Linked DNA regions of Mus musculus: all the other regions are linked to region 2. The links are chromatin contacts, called in public HiCAR-type and promoter capture Hi-C maps. All regions are on one chromosome and are shown on one strand. The core of a region is the stretch at or near the end of the contact, and the rest is flanking DNA. Distances in the headings are between cores, read along the strand shown.

What was found. Promoter capture Hi-C pulls out the DNA fragments that hold promoters and counts their contacts. HiCAR-type assays count read pairs that join an accessible place to other places.
Region 1: a HiCAR-type map of astrocytes shows a contact between it and region 2, with 5 times the contacts expected there. The contact joins the promoter of Grsf1 here to the promoter of Mthfd2l in region 2. A contact is called at or near these places in 1 of 39 promoter capture datasets (hippocampal neurons) and 1 of 115 datasets of contacts at active chromatin or transcription factors (astrocytes).
Region 3: a promoter capture Hi-C map of pre-B cells shows a contact between it and region 2, with 5 times the contacts expected there. The contact joins the promoter of Mob1b here to the promoter of Mthfd2l in region 2. A contact is called at or near these places in 3 of 39 promoter capture datasets (embryonic stem cells, hippocampal neurons and pre-B cells) and 1 of 115 datasets of contacts at active chromatin or transcription factors (embryonic forebrain).
Region 4: a contact with region 2 is called in a HiCAR-type map of astrocytes, with 2.4 times the contacts expected there. The contact joins the promoter of Dck here to the promoter of Mthfd2l in region 2. A contact is called at or near these places in 3 of 39 promoter capture datasets (the 3T3-L1 cell line, hippocampal neurons and pre-B cells) and 1 of 115 datasets of contacts at active chromatin or transcription factors (astrocytes).

What each region holds. Positions count from the first base shown.
Region 1 is chr5:88,674,675-88,677,483 of GRCm38.p6, forward strand. Grsf1 (G-rich RNA sequence binding factor 1) reads right to left here and starts at 1,497. Exons shown (of 10, transcript NM_178700.5): 1 at 1,084-1,497. The coding sequence starts at 1,437.
Region 2 is chr5:90,929,868-90,932,567 of GRCm38.p6, forward strand. Mthfd2l (methylenetetrahydrofolate dehydrogenase (NADP+ dependent) 2-like) reads left to right here and starts at 1,329. Exons shown (of 8, transcript NM_026788.1): 1 at 1,329-1,566. The coding sequence starts at 1,451.
Region 3 is chr5:88,719,389-88,722,157 of GRCm38.p6, forward strand. Mob1b (MOB kinase activator 1B) reads left to right here and starts at 1,483. Exons shown (of 6, transcript NM_026735.2): 1 at 1,483-1,733. The coding sequence starts at 1,720.
Region 4 is chr5:88,763,512-88,766,343 of GRCm38.p6, forward strand. It overlaps Dck (deoxycytidine kinase), which reads left to right and starts at 1,502. Exons shown (of 7, transcript NM_007832.4): 1 at 1,502-1,835. The coding sequence starts at 1,745.

The sequences.
Region 1 (2,809 bases), core at 247-2,746, 2.3 Mb before region 2:
GCAACAGCAGAGACAGGCGCGGCAGGGGGCTCAAACTGCTACTTTCTGTTTCCCCAGAATTCCATAAACATCTTTACAAAATAAATAAGTAAATAAATAAATAAATAGTGCAGCAGAAAGTATTGGGCCGGGATTCAAATCAATTAGCTCAGCTACTGGCAGACATCAGCCATGCAGATGAACCACCCAGATATCACTAATTCAAGCAGACGCAAAACTAAATTAAGATAAACATGGCCAGTGGCGTTACCAGGTTAGGTAGACACTTCCCAGATGCCACATAAACCGCAAAAGAGAAATGTCCCACATATACAGAGGACCAAATATTTGCAATATGAATTCTTACAATGTCTTTCTGAAAAGACGGGAAACAAGGGAAAAGATCGTGGAGTGACAACCGAAGCCCCCAAGTCCTCACCCACGGACGCCCCCGCCCCACACACACACGTTCTCTCCCAGTTTCCCACGGTCTCCCCACAGCTCTCCGCGTCCGCAGAGCCCCGCTGCACCAAAGGTCCTTCTGTCAAGGCGAGTGGACTTGCAGAGGTGACCTTCAGTCAGGTGGACCGCCCGCCTCTCCCCGCGGACAAGGGAGAGGGACGCGCGGGGGCTGTCCCAGGCTAGCCCACGCTCCCGTGCGCGCGGGGCTGCGCGTCGGTGGCCGGCCGAGGAGGCCCGAGCCGCCCGGCCTACCGCTCCCACCGCACGCACGGCCGGCCCCGACCCTCCGCGGGCTCTGGCCGCTCAGCTTCACCTCCAGCGGGCATAAGGCTAGGGGGGAGTCGGGGTGGGGGGCGTCGGCGGCGCCCCCAAAACCTACCATGGGCCCGGCGGGAAACAAGGCCTCTACATTCACCCCAGCCACACTTACACTGCCCAACCGCCCAGACTCGGAGGGAACAAAACAAGAAGAGCCGGGGCCGTGAGAGCGTCCCTTGTTCCCGTGCCCAATAGGAGGACGGAGCGGGAGGGAGGCGGGGGTGCGGTGCGTGCCGCGGATCCCCGGGCGCGCACGCGGGGCGCTCGCGGACAGACCGACGCGGGCGCGCGGCCGCCGAGGGTCCCGCGCGCGGCGCCACGTACCTGACTGTAACCCCGCGCCGGGCCCGCGGCGGCTGCCAGCGATCGCGGAAACAGCGGGGCGCGCAGGGCCGAGTAGGACGCGGCGGCGGCCGCGGCGGCGGAGGGACGGGCAGGGATGGGACCCGCCAGCCTCCCGGCGGCCGCAGGCCCGAGCTGCAGGCCCCGCGTCTGCGAAGCGGCGGCCGCGGCGGCCCCGAGGAGTAGCAGCAGGCGGCGGCGGCCAGAGACGCCCGACGGGAAGGTGCCGGCGGCGGAGTAGAAAGGCAGGCAGGCGGCGCCGGTCCGCCGGCAGCTGCTGCAGTTGCAGCCGCAGCCCCGGAGCAACGCGCCTAGCACCCAGCGCGTCCCGGCCATCGGCTCCGGAGGCGGCGCGGGGCCTGGAGGTGGCCGCTGTGGCGCGAGCGGAGGGGAAGTGGAATCCAGGGCGGGGGAGGGGGCACCGGGCACATGCGCCGCGCGCACCCGGGGCTGAGACGAGGCTCGGAGGCGGAGGTGAGCGAGCGGCCCCGCCCAGGCTCCGCCCTCGGGGCGGGGCTTTCCCGCCGGTAAGGGTGTGGGTGGGGTGACCTGAGCGCCTCCAGAGTGGAAGTTGTCCCAGGCTCTCCTGCTCAGGTTAGAGCTGAGGTCTGCGGGTCACCGAGGCCCGGCGAAGTTTCCGGAAGGAATGGGTTACCTAGCTCTAAAACGTTTTGGGACGACGCTGAGGGGGCGTTGATACCCCAACCTCAAAATTCGTGCAGAAGGCCAACTTTGTTTTGAACGGAAGCACTGATTTTATAGTATATGTGAGATATGTATATAATATTTATCATATATTATATAAAATAAAGCCTTCCTTAGACAATATAGTCACAAGTGAAGGTGTAGAGATTTGCAAATAAATACATGAGTGGTTGTGCAGTTTTCTCCTATGTGGCAAGGACCTGTCAAAGGTAAAAAAATAAAAATAAAAAACTAAAGACAAATGGGAGTTCTTAGAGTAAAAATATGAAGGAGAGGCTGATTGGTTGTGGCGGGGGTGGGGTTAGGAGGCATCTCTGTGACTGGGTAGTGTAGTTCCGTGGCAGGGTAATCGCTTAGATCACCCCAACCTCCTCGTGGGGGTGAGGAGACCAATATAGGGCTCTCTATCGTGGAAAATCTTAACATATTTCAAAGTTTTTGAAATTCAATTCTTGTTCAACTTCCAGAAGTAAAGAAACCGCCTACATTTTCCACTGTTTCACCTTTATCCCAGTGCCAGCTCTAAAACTTTTTTTTTTAAGTTAACTATGTAATGGCAGTCATCCTATGGTATTCATCTTAAAACAATACGGACTTTTTTATTATTAGTTTAATGTATTAATATATGGGTGTGGCCACGGAGACCAGACAAGGGCATCGGATCCCCTGGCCCTGGAGTTAGAGACAGCAGTGAGCCATCATGCAGGTGGTGGGAGTTGAACCTGGGTCCTCTGAAAGAGCAGCCAGCACTCTAGACCCATAAGCCATCTCTCCAGCCCCAGTACAGACTTTTGAAAGGTTACGTTCTGATAAGTTACCTTTGAGACATTTAAGATGGTTGGGCTTAAACTTTGGCTTGTTTACTCTGGACTCCTTTTAGATTTAAGAAAACCAGGTATTTCACAAATGAAAACATATTTCTGTCCAAGAAGGAAAGAATAGAAAACCTGACCGGCTTGTTCCTTTTATACCCGAGATGTGTAGAAGAGGTTCTTCCTCTTTT
Region 2 (2,700 bases), core at 79-2,578:
CTATTCCTTTTAATAAACCCTTTCTTTTCTCACACCTCATGTAGCTTCGGAGAGCTACGGCCTACCGCCTATTACCCAGCTCCTCACTGCTGAACCTAAGTGAACCAGCGCTCGGGTTTAACGCTGTCTCAGCTTAGCCCATACCTTCTCCGGTATGAATTTCCCTTATCCTTTATTTTATGGAGCTCCGAACCAGCAGCGTCTCTTCCAAAAATCCTTTGCCGTTTCTCAGTCCCGAGTTGGTTCACCAATTGTTGTGTCCGGCCAGCAGACCACAACCTGGGTTCTAGCCTGAAAAGGCATTTTGGAAACCTGGAAGAGAAGAGGGGCTAGGTGGCGAGAGAAAAGAATGTAGCCAAGACAGTTACTCTGATCAAGGCTCAAATTTTATTGTTGCGACACTAGTTATGAAGGAAGGGGGAGGGGACCCGATTCCCGCCGAATAATCTCGGGTCCAGTAGAAAGGTGCACGTGTGTGGCTCCTCAGGTTCCAGCAGTGGGCGTGGCAGAACGAATGAGCAGGAAGCTCCACCCCTGAGCAAGCAGGTTTCAGGCTGGGGGAGGGGAGACTACACTTGTATATTTGGGGTACAAGTTCACAACAAGTATTTTACAAACACCCACCCCTCAACGAAACTTTTTCCTTGCCTTTTCATTCTCTTAACAGGTTTATTTTTCCCCCACAGCAGAAATTTAAATTTTTTTTATACACTATGATAAAGTGTTACATAAAAAGTCTCGATGCCAAGATTTTCTTCTATGTTTTCTTTCTGTGATTAAATGCCTTCTACCAGACAGACATTGCACCACTGTTCTTGATGGTTTTTTCACAGAACAAGCTCTCTAACATCTGGGACTTTCCATAACTAGTTTCCTCAGTCAGACAGTAGTCTAAACAGCTCTTGCCCCTCGCATCACTGCCACAGCTTGACCTTGGGAGGAATATTTCCTGTTAGCTTTGCAGATGATTTTTGCTTTCTCATTGCAAACTCCCTCTGCTTTAAGGTTCCACAAACTCTAGGATCTTCTGGAAGTGTCAAGGATGCTGAAGACTGATAGAAATCCCAAGGACATCTTTGTTTCTTCCTCTCCTTGAGTTTCTTTTTCAATGCATCTTAAGGTCGCACAGGGAGTGAAAAGCAAAGACCTGCAACAACTTTACTGCTCCAAGCTGCCCTCCCTGTAACCATGGAAACGAGACCAGGGACTAGAGCTGGGCCTGGGGCACAAGGGGGCCTTGCTGCCTGCAAGAACGGCCGAGGACTTCCCTGTGCTCCCGTGGCGACAGCGTGCACGGGTTGGAGCCAAGTCGCCCGCCACCCCGCGGCCACCAGCGGTGCCGCCTCTGCCTTCTCGGGGCTCGGCCCCGCCCCGCGCCCCGGAACCCTGCTGAGGGCCCCGGGCGTGTCGCTGAGCTGACCGCGGGACCCCCGGAGGCGGACGGCGAGGCATGGCGACGCGGGCCCGCGGCTTCTCGCTGCTCCGGGGCCGTCTGGGCCGAGGGCCTGTGCGAGCCCCGGGCGTCGCCGAGCGCGCGTGGCGCGGCTTCGGGAGCAGCGGCCGGAGGTAGGAGCTGCGGGCAGGGGCCGCGCGCTGGGCGGCGGCGGGGCCTGCGGAGGCCCGGGGTGGCCGCGGTGCGAGGCGCTCAGGCAATGGGCCGCGGCTTTGTTCAGACTGTTCTTGTGCGAGGAGGAGTAGGCGCTGTGCAGACCTGTAGTCCAGCGTTTCTGTTTCTTTAGTCCTTTGTCACCGGCTTGCTGTAATCTTTCCCACCTCGGAATGTCTTACAGTTTCCTTAAACTGCATGCAGTCCAGGCTGGCCTCTCCGCTTGTAGGGCGCTTGGCAGCCTTCGGATTTGGTTGCTGCCCGGGACAATGAAAAGACACCGTGGTGCCCAGGAACAGGCCACGCTGCCGCAGCGTCCCTTGTCTGCTGGGGAATCCAACCTATGGAACAACAGCAATGCATAGTGTCTTGCCCAGGGCCTTCGAGTTCAGAAAAACTCATTTGTAAACTTCCAGTGCTTCTTAGGTGGCTGGAGACTCTCGCTTGACGGTTTATAGTCACTTTGTGTCCTCAAGGAAAAGTACAGTGAGGCTGTGCCCATAGGTGCTGTGTGATTTAAATTAACTCCCCATCATACGTATTTGGATCTTAGTTTTGAGTCACTGAAATTTAAAGTTCTTTCTGTAGTCTTAACTTCGGAGATGGTTTGTAGTGACTAGGTCTATAGAAGAGGATGTGTGGTAAATGATACAGCTTCGGAATTCTATTGCTGTACACTGTTGGCCTGTAGTAGCAGCGTTGGGATTTGCTGTTTAGCCAGAGTGCTCTCCTCCCTTGGAAGAACAGATTTGTAAGGGTTCTGTTTGCAATCCAGACTTGAAGGGGTTGTCTACCAAGAGTATCCTATTTAAATCATTATCCTTGGAATTTCAAGTTTTTAGTGCTTCCCTCTAGAATAATGGTAATTTTTTTGTTAGTGTATAAGTTGATTAATGTCCCTTCATCAGTTCGATGTCTCCATCTCCCCATTTGCTCCTTGCCTAATTCCTACTGAAACAACAGTTACAACCTCAGTATTTGGTTGTAGCCACATGCTCCACACCCACAAACACATAGATATCCATCCATTCATAGAAACTTCCCATCTTGCAATTTGTAGTTTGGTCTGGTGGCAGGCCTTGGGTTTGAACTCT
Region 3 (2,769 bases), core at 233-2,732, 2.2 Mb before region 2:
CAAATAGTTTCTAACCTGGTGAGGTAAATCTCGCCTTTGGAAGACCTTTATGGAATTATATATGGTATAGTAAGTAGTATTATATCAAGATTTGAATATAAGGCTTTTACATCACCAACTTACTGTTTTTTTATCATAGTAAATCCTTTTGCTGTCTGTTTTATTTTTTTTATTTTTGATTTTTTTAGACAGCAGCTCACTATGTTATTTCTGGTTGGCTTGGAATTCCATATGTAAATCAGGCTGGCCTTAGACTCACACAGATCTGCCTACCTCTGCCTTCCCAGTTCTGGGCTTAAAGGCTTTTGAAGCTGTCTTTTCACGTTATTATTTGCTGTTCCTGAGATAATAGAAGGTTCGGGTTTCTTGCATTTAGGTTTTTAAAACCATTTAGCCAACGCGGCTGACTACTGGTGTAGAAATGAAATCGGATAAATTGAATATTTGCATCACTTTCAGGAATCCTCTGTCTTTTGGAACGCTAAGCTCAAGTTGGGCTACTATCTGCACACTGTTCCACTTAAATTCCTCGATTCAGCATCAGGTGCGAGTAAAGAATACCACTGTCTCCTATGGTAAAAACAAACAAACAAACAAACAAACACACAAACAAACAACTTCCTGTGCTGTCTTGGCTTACTCCAAACTTGTGATCCTTTTGCCTCCATCTCTGAGGTATAGCGATTCAGGCAAGCACCACCACGCACTATCTATTTATTTAATTTGTGTGGAAATGAGAGGACAACTTGTGGGAACTGGTTCTCTTTACCGCGTGGGTTCCAGGCGATCAGGCTTGGTGGCAAGTTCCTTTACTGGCTGAATCATCTCAGGAGCCATCAAACAGTCTTTAAACATAAAGCTTTGCCCTCAGCCTCTTAAGCAGGTGAGAACTAAAGTTCCTTCGAGCGCCTGGCTGAATAATTCCCAGCGTTTTGGGCATCAGTTCTTCGAAGGGACTCCACAACTAGTTAATCCGTATGGCCATGGATAACCAGCGTCCCTGCCTCAGGGAATCTGGTCCTCAGCTCTCCTGGGCTCCCTCCGTTTCCCTAGACAGCTAGCTTGTTCAAATAAAGATCTTACCTCCTAAAACATTTATTTCCCTTTCCCAAAATTCCATCTCCCCCCAAGTCGTTACAAGCAGAAAAACTTTTTTTTTTTTTTTTTAAGTGCGGGCGGCGTAGAGGGACTGGGGATGTGGCTCTCAGTTCGTGGGGTGCTTGCCTAAATCAGAGCACAGAAAGCGAGTCCAAGGCCTTCCGCTGTCCTCTCTGATGGCGACTCCCTCCCTATCCATGAGACCCAGGCGTCCTGGAACGGAGGTCCACTTCCCCGCTGGGCTCCGAACCCCCCAGGTCACGTGCTCGGGCAAGCTCTCAGCTGGACTGTGCGGGAGGCAGAGGTGACCCGAAGGTAATCCTAATGTGGGCGGGGCGCCAGAGCTCGCTCTCGCGAGACTTCGGCGCGGGAGCGCGGGGCTGCGAGGAGGACGCGGCGGGCGGTGCTTCCTCGGCCGCTCTGCTTCCAGTCCGGTGAGCCTGCCGAGTCCTGGCCTTCCACTTCCGCCCCTCAGCCGGCCGCGGCAAGTAGCGAAGCCGGAGAAGTCGCGGCCGCTCCGCCGCCGGCGCGCGTCCTTCCCCCTCCGCCACCTTTTCTCTGATTCAAGCCCGCCGCCCCAGGCTTCGCTCAGCCGAGCCCGCAGCCCACGCCGCGGCCGACATGAGCTTCTTGTTGTAAGTAGTCCAGTAGCGCCGGCTTTGTTCCGCCGCCCCCTGGGCCCCGGGCTCCAGAGGCCCCGACCTCGGGGTGCTGGCCGGCCCTGCCTCCTCGTCCTCCGGGTGCTCTCGGGGCCCTGCCTCCTCGTCCTCCTGGTGCTGCCCGGCCCTTGCCTCCCCATCTTCCTGGTGCTGTCGGGGAGCCTTGCCTCTCCATCCTCCTGGTGTTGCCGGTCCCTGCCTTCTAGTCTTCCGTACTGCCTGGCTCTGCCTCCCCGTCCTCCTGGTGCTGCCCGGCTCTGCCTCCCCGTCCTCCTGGTGCTGCCCGGCTCTGCCTCCCCGTCCTCCTAGTGCTGCCCGGCTCTGCCTCCCCGTCCTCCTGGTGCTGCCCGACCCAGCCTCCCCGTCCTCCTGGTGCTGCCCGGCTCTGCCTCCCCGTCCTCCTGGTGCTGCCCGGCTCTGCCTCTCCGTCCTCCTGGTGCTGCCCGGCCCTGCTTCCCCGTCCTCCTGCTATTGCCGAGCCCCGCCTCTCCGTCCTCCGAGTGCTGCCCGGCCCTGCTTCCCTGTCCTCCGTGTGCTGCCCGGCCCTGCCTCCCGGTCCTCTTGGTGCTGCCCAGCCCTTCCTCCCCGTCCTCCTGCTATTGCCGGGCCCTGCTTCTGCGTCCTCCGGGTGCTGCCCGGCCCTGTTTCCCCGTCCTCCGTGTGCTGCCCGGCTCTGCCTCCCGGTCCTCCTGGTGCTGCCCGGTCCTTCCTCCCCGTCCTCCGGGTGCTGTCTGGGAGCCCTGCCTCCCTGTCCTCCTTGTGTTGCCCGTCCCTGCCTTCTAGTCCTCGGTGCTGCCCGGCTCTGCTTCCCTGTCTTGGAGCTGCCCTTCCCCGTCTCCCCTTCCTCCTGGTGCTTGCTCTCAGGGCCGTGCCTCCTTGTCCTCCTGGTGCTGTCGGACCCTGCCTTTCCATCCTCCTGGTGCTGTCAGAGGGCGGGGGTGGGGGGAACACTGCTCCCTACCCTCATGTTCTGTTGGGGTGCCCTGCCTCCCTGTCCACTTGGTGCTGTCGG
Region 4 (2,832 bases), core at 252-2,751, 2.2 Mb before region 2:
AGTTGGTTTTGTGTTGGCCATCTATGCTGCTGGGCATGGCATCTCTCCTTAAGAGTGGTTTGTATTCCCAGTGAGAGTATGTTAGGGAAAACTAATTTTTTCATTTACAAGCAGTTTTCAATTGGAATAACTTCTGGGCTAGGGTCAGAGCCATGTGTCCACTTTTTCAGCTCTAGGACCCCAACTGGCTTAGCTTTATGCAGGGAACATGCATGCTGCCTCACTGTGAATTCATGTGTGTGTTGGTCATGGTGGGTTTAGAAGGCCTTGTGTCCTTGGTGTCCTCCATTGCCTCTGACTCCTAGACTTTCCCCATCGTTTTCCATAAGGTTCCCAGAGCCCTGAGGAGAGGGCTTTGGTGGAGACATCCCATTTAAAGCAGAGTATGCCAAGGTCTCCCTCTCTGCACTTTATGCCTTTGTGGGTTTGGTTCTGCAGAAAGAAGCATCTCTGATGCTGGCTACAAGAGATACTGACCTATAGGATATCACTAGGTATCATTTTATTGTTCAGTTATTGTAGCAGAACAGTATTTGGATTGCCACCTGAGCAGTGTCAGATATGTGTTACATCTCATGGAGTGGGCCTTAAATCCAGCCAGTCCAACAACTCACTTTAATACCTGCTCCTTTTTTTGTAGAAGTCGTCATTTCTCCGCTGCTAGGTCCATTTTTAGGACATATTTTAGGTCAAATGATAGTTACACGCTAAAAAAAAAATAAGTTCCTTTGTTTTTGTAGATAATTTGAATCTGACTTCCAGATGGGTAATCTTTTTACCAGGTCTATACCCTGATTAAATAGCACCTCTCTCTAGCTCAACCTAGCAGAATGCTGTGTGTGTGTGTGTGTGTGCAGAGTACATCTCTATGTATAAACATGTGTATATGACTTTAAACATTAATTACATGTTAGGCCATGGACATGCAATGTTAAGTCATAGCCATGCTGCTGAGAAACATACCTAGTGTTAGGTAACTTTATAAACAGCACGGTGTAGCATGCAAATTAAAGTGGAGACCTTGGGTGTTATGATGCCAGTTTCCAGTCTCACTTCTGGTCCCAGACTTTAAACCAGTAGCCACTCCCTCCCTTCCTTTCATTCTAGGCACTATCCTGTATGGTGGATGGTACTAGATCGCTGGTTAACGAAATAACTCTTAAGACAGTGACGGACAGCTACACGTTTTCTGTGAGAGACACCTACTGAGGCTCTTAGTTTGAAATTACTAGTTCTTACTTTTCTTCCCGGAAAAGTTCAAACCACGAAGCCTGACAGGATCCCAAAGGGCTGGTCCAGAAAAGCCTGACCCTACTCTTCCCTAGGCGCTTCGCTCAAGCTCCGCCCCTGCCCTCGAATGAGCTCATTGCGCAAGGCCCGCCCCCCGCCCTCCCACTGCTCATCCCGCAGGCCCCGCCCCCTCCGGCTCACAGCTCGTCGCGCACGGTCAGTCGCCCGGCTCTCTCAGGGTTCTCCTCACAAGCCCCGCCCCCTACCCTGCGCTCCTGGGACGCCCGGCCCGCCCGGAGGAACCACAGACATGCAGATCCCGCGAGGGCGAGGCGTATAGGGTGGGAGTCGGGGCCGTCAGGGCGGGTTCTCCACGGTCTGCCCAATCGCCTGCGCCTCCGCGCGCCAAAGTCAAAGTGCGGGTCCCGCCGGCGCGAGATTGACGCTGCAACCCGGAGCCGCCCGTGCCGCCGTGTCCCTGCAGGTTCCGCACCCGAGCCGTCTGGAGCTAGGCATGGCCACCCCACCTAAGAGGTTCTGCCCTTCTCCCTCGACCAGCTCCGAGGGGACCCGCATCAAGAAGATCTCCATCGAGGGGAACATCGGTAAGGTGTCCCCGGTGCGGTGCTGTGCTGGTGCCCCAGGATCCTTCCCTGCTGCCCTGCTCGCGCCGGCGCGGTGGCTCGTCTGGCCCGGCGCCAGCGGGGGCTTTGTGAGGCGCGCTCTGGACCAGTGTGCACCCTTTGTTGGGAACTGTTTTTTCTTGAGATGTAACTTAGGTATGCGAACCCCTTTTTAGGTGTGCTCTTCAGGTAGGCTTCACTGACTTGCGGTTTTACCGCAAAATTGAGACCGTTTTCATCATTTACATCCCCAGTTCCCTTTGCGCTTCTTTGTAGTCAGCTCTTTCTCCCTTCCCATCCCCTTACAAGCCCTGACCTGCTTCTGTTTTAATCCCTGCCAGTTTTGTTTTCCCATGATGTCCTAAACAAAACCAGAGTGTCTTGTTTTCTGTGTCTTGCTTAGTATACTAGAGTGCCTTTAAAACTCACCCATGCTGTTTATTTCTGCAGAACTTTATTTCTTGTTCTGTTTTTTTTTTTTTTTTTGAGACGGTCTCACTTTTGAGACCTGCCTGTCTTGGAACTCACAATGTTGGCCTTGAACTCTCTAGCGATTCGCCTGCCTCTGCCTCCTGTGTGCTGGAATTAAAAGAATACACCACCACGCCTGGCCCAGTGTAATACTTTAAAAAAAAAAAAAAAAAGAAAGTAATATTACAATGAGTGGTATATAGCACATCTTTGTTGTCACCATTTGGGTTGGCGTTTGTAGCAATCCCTAACACTACGCTACACATATGAGGAAAGCAGGTAATGAGTTTGATAGTGTGCAATGTTTTATTCCCTTTCCCACGTACAGGTAAGCACTGAGTTTTGGCTTAAAGACTCTTAGAGTTTCTGCCCTTAACCTTACTGGGGGAGCTACACTGTGCATGTCATTTTGCAAGGTGAGCTTGAATTGCCCATTCTTTTACATTTCCTACCACTGGGAACCAACCGACGCTTCCTGTTTTGGCACAGCTGTTAGGTTTGTGCCTGC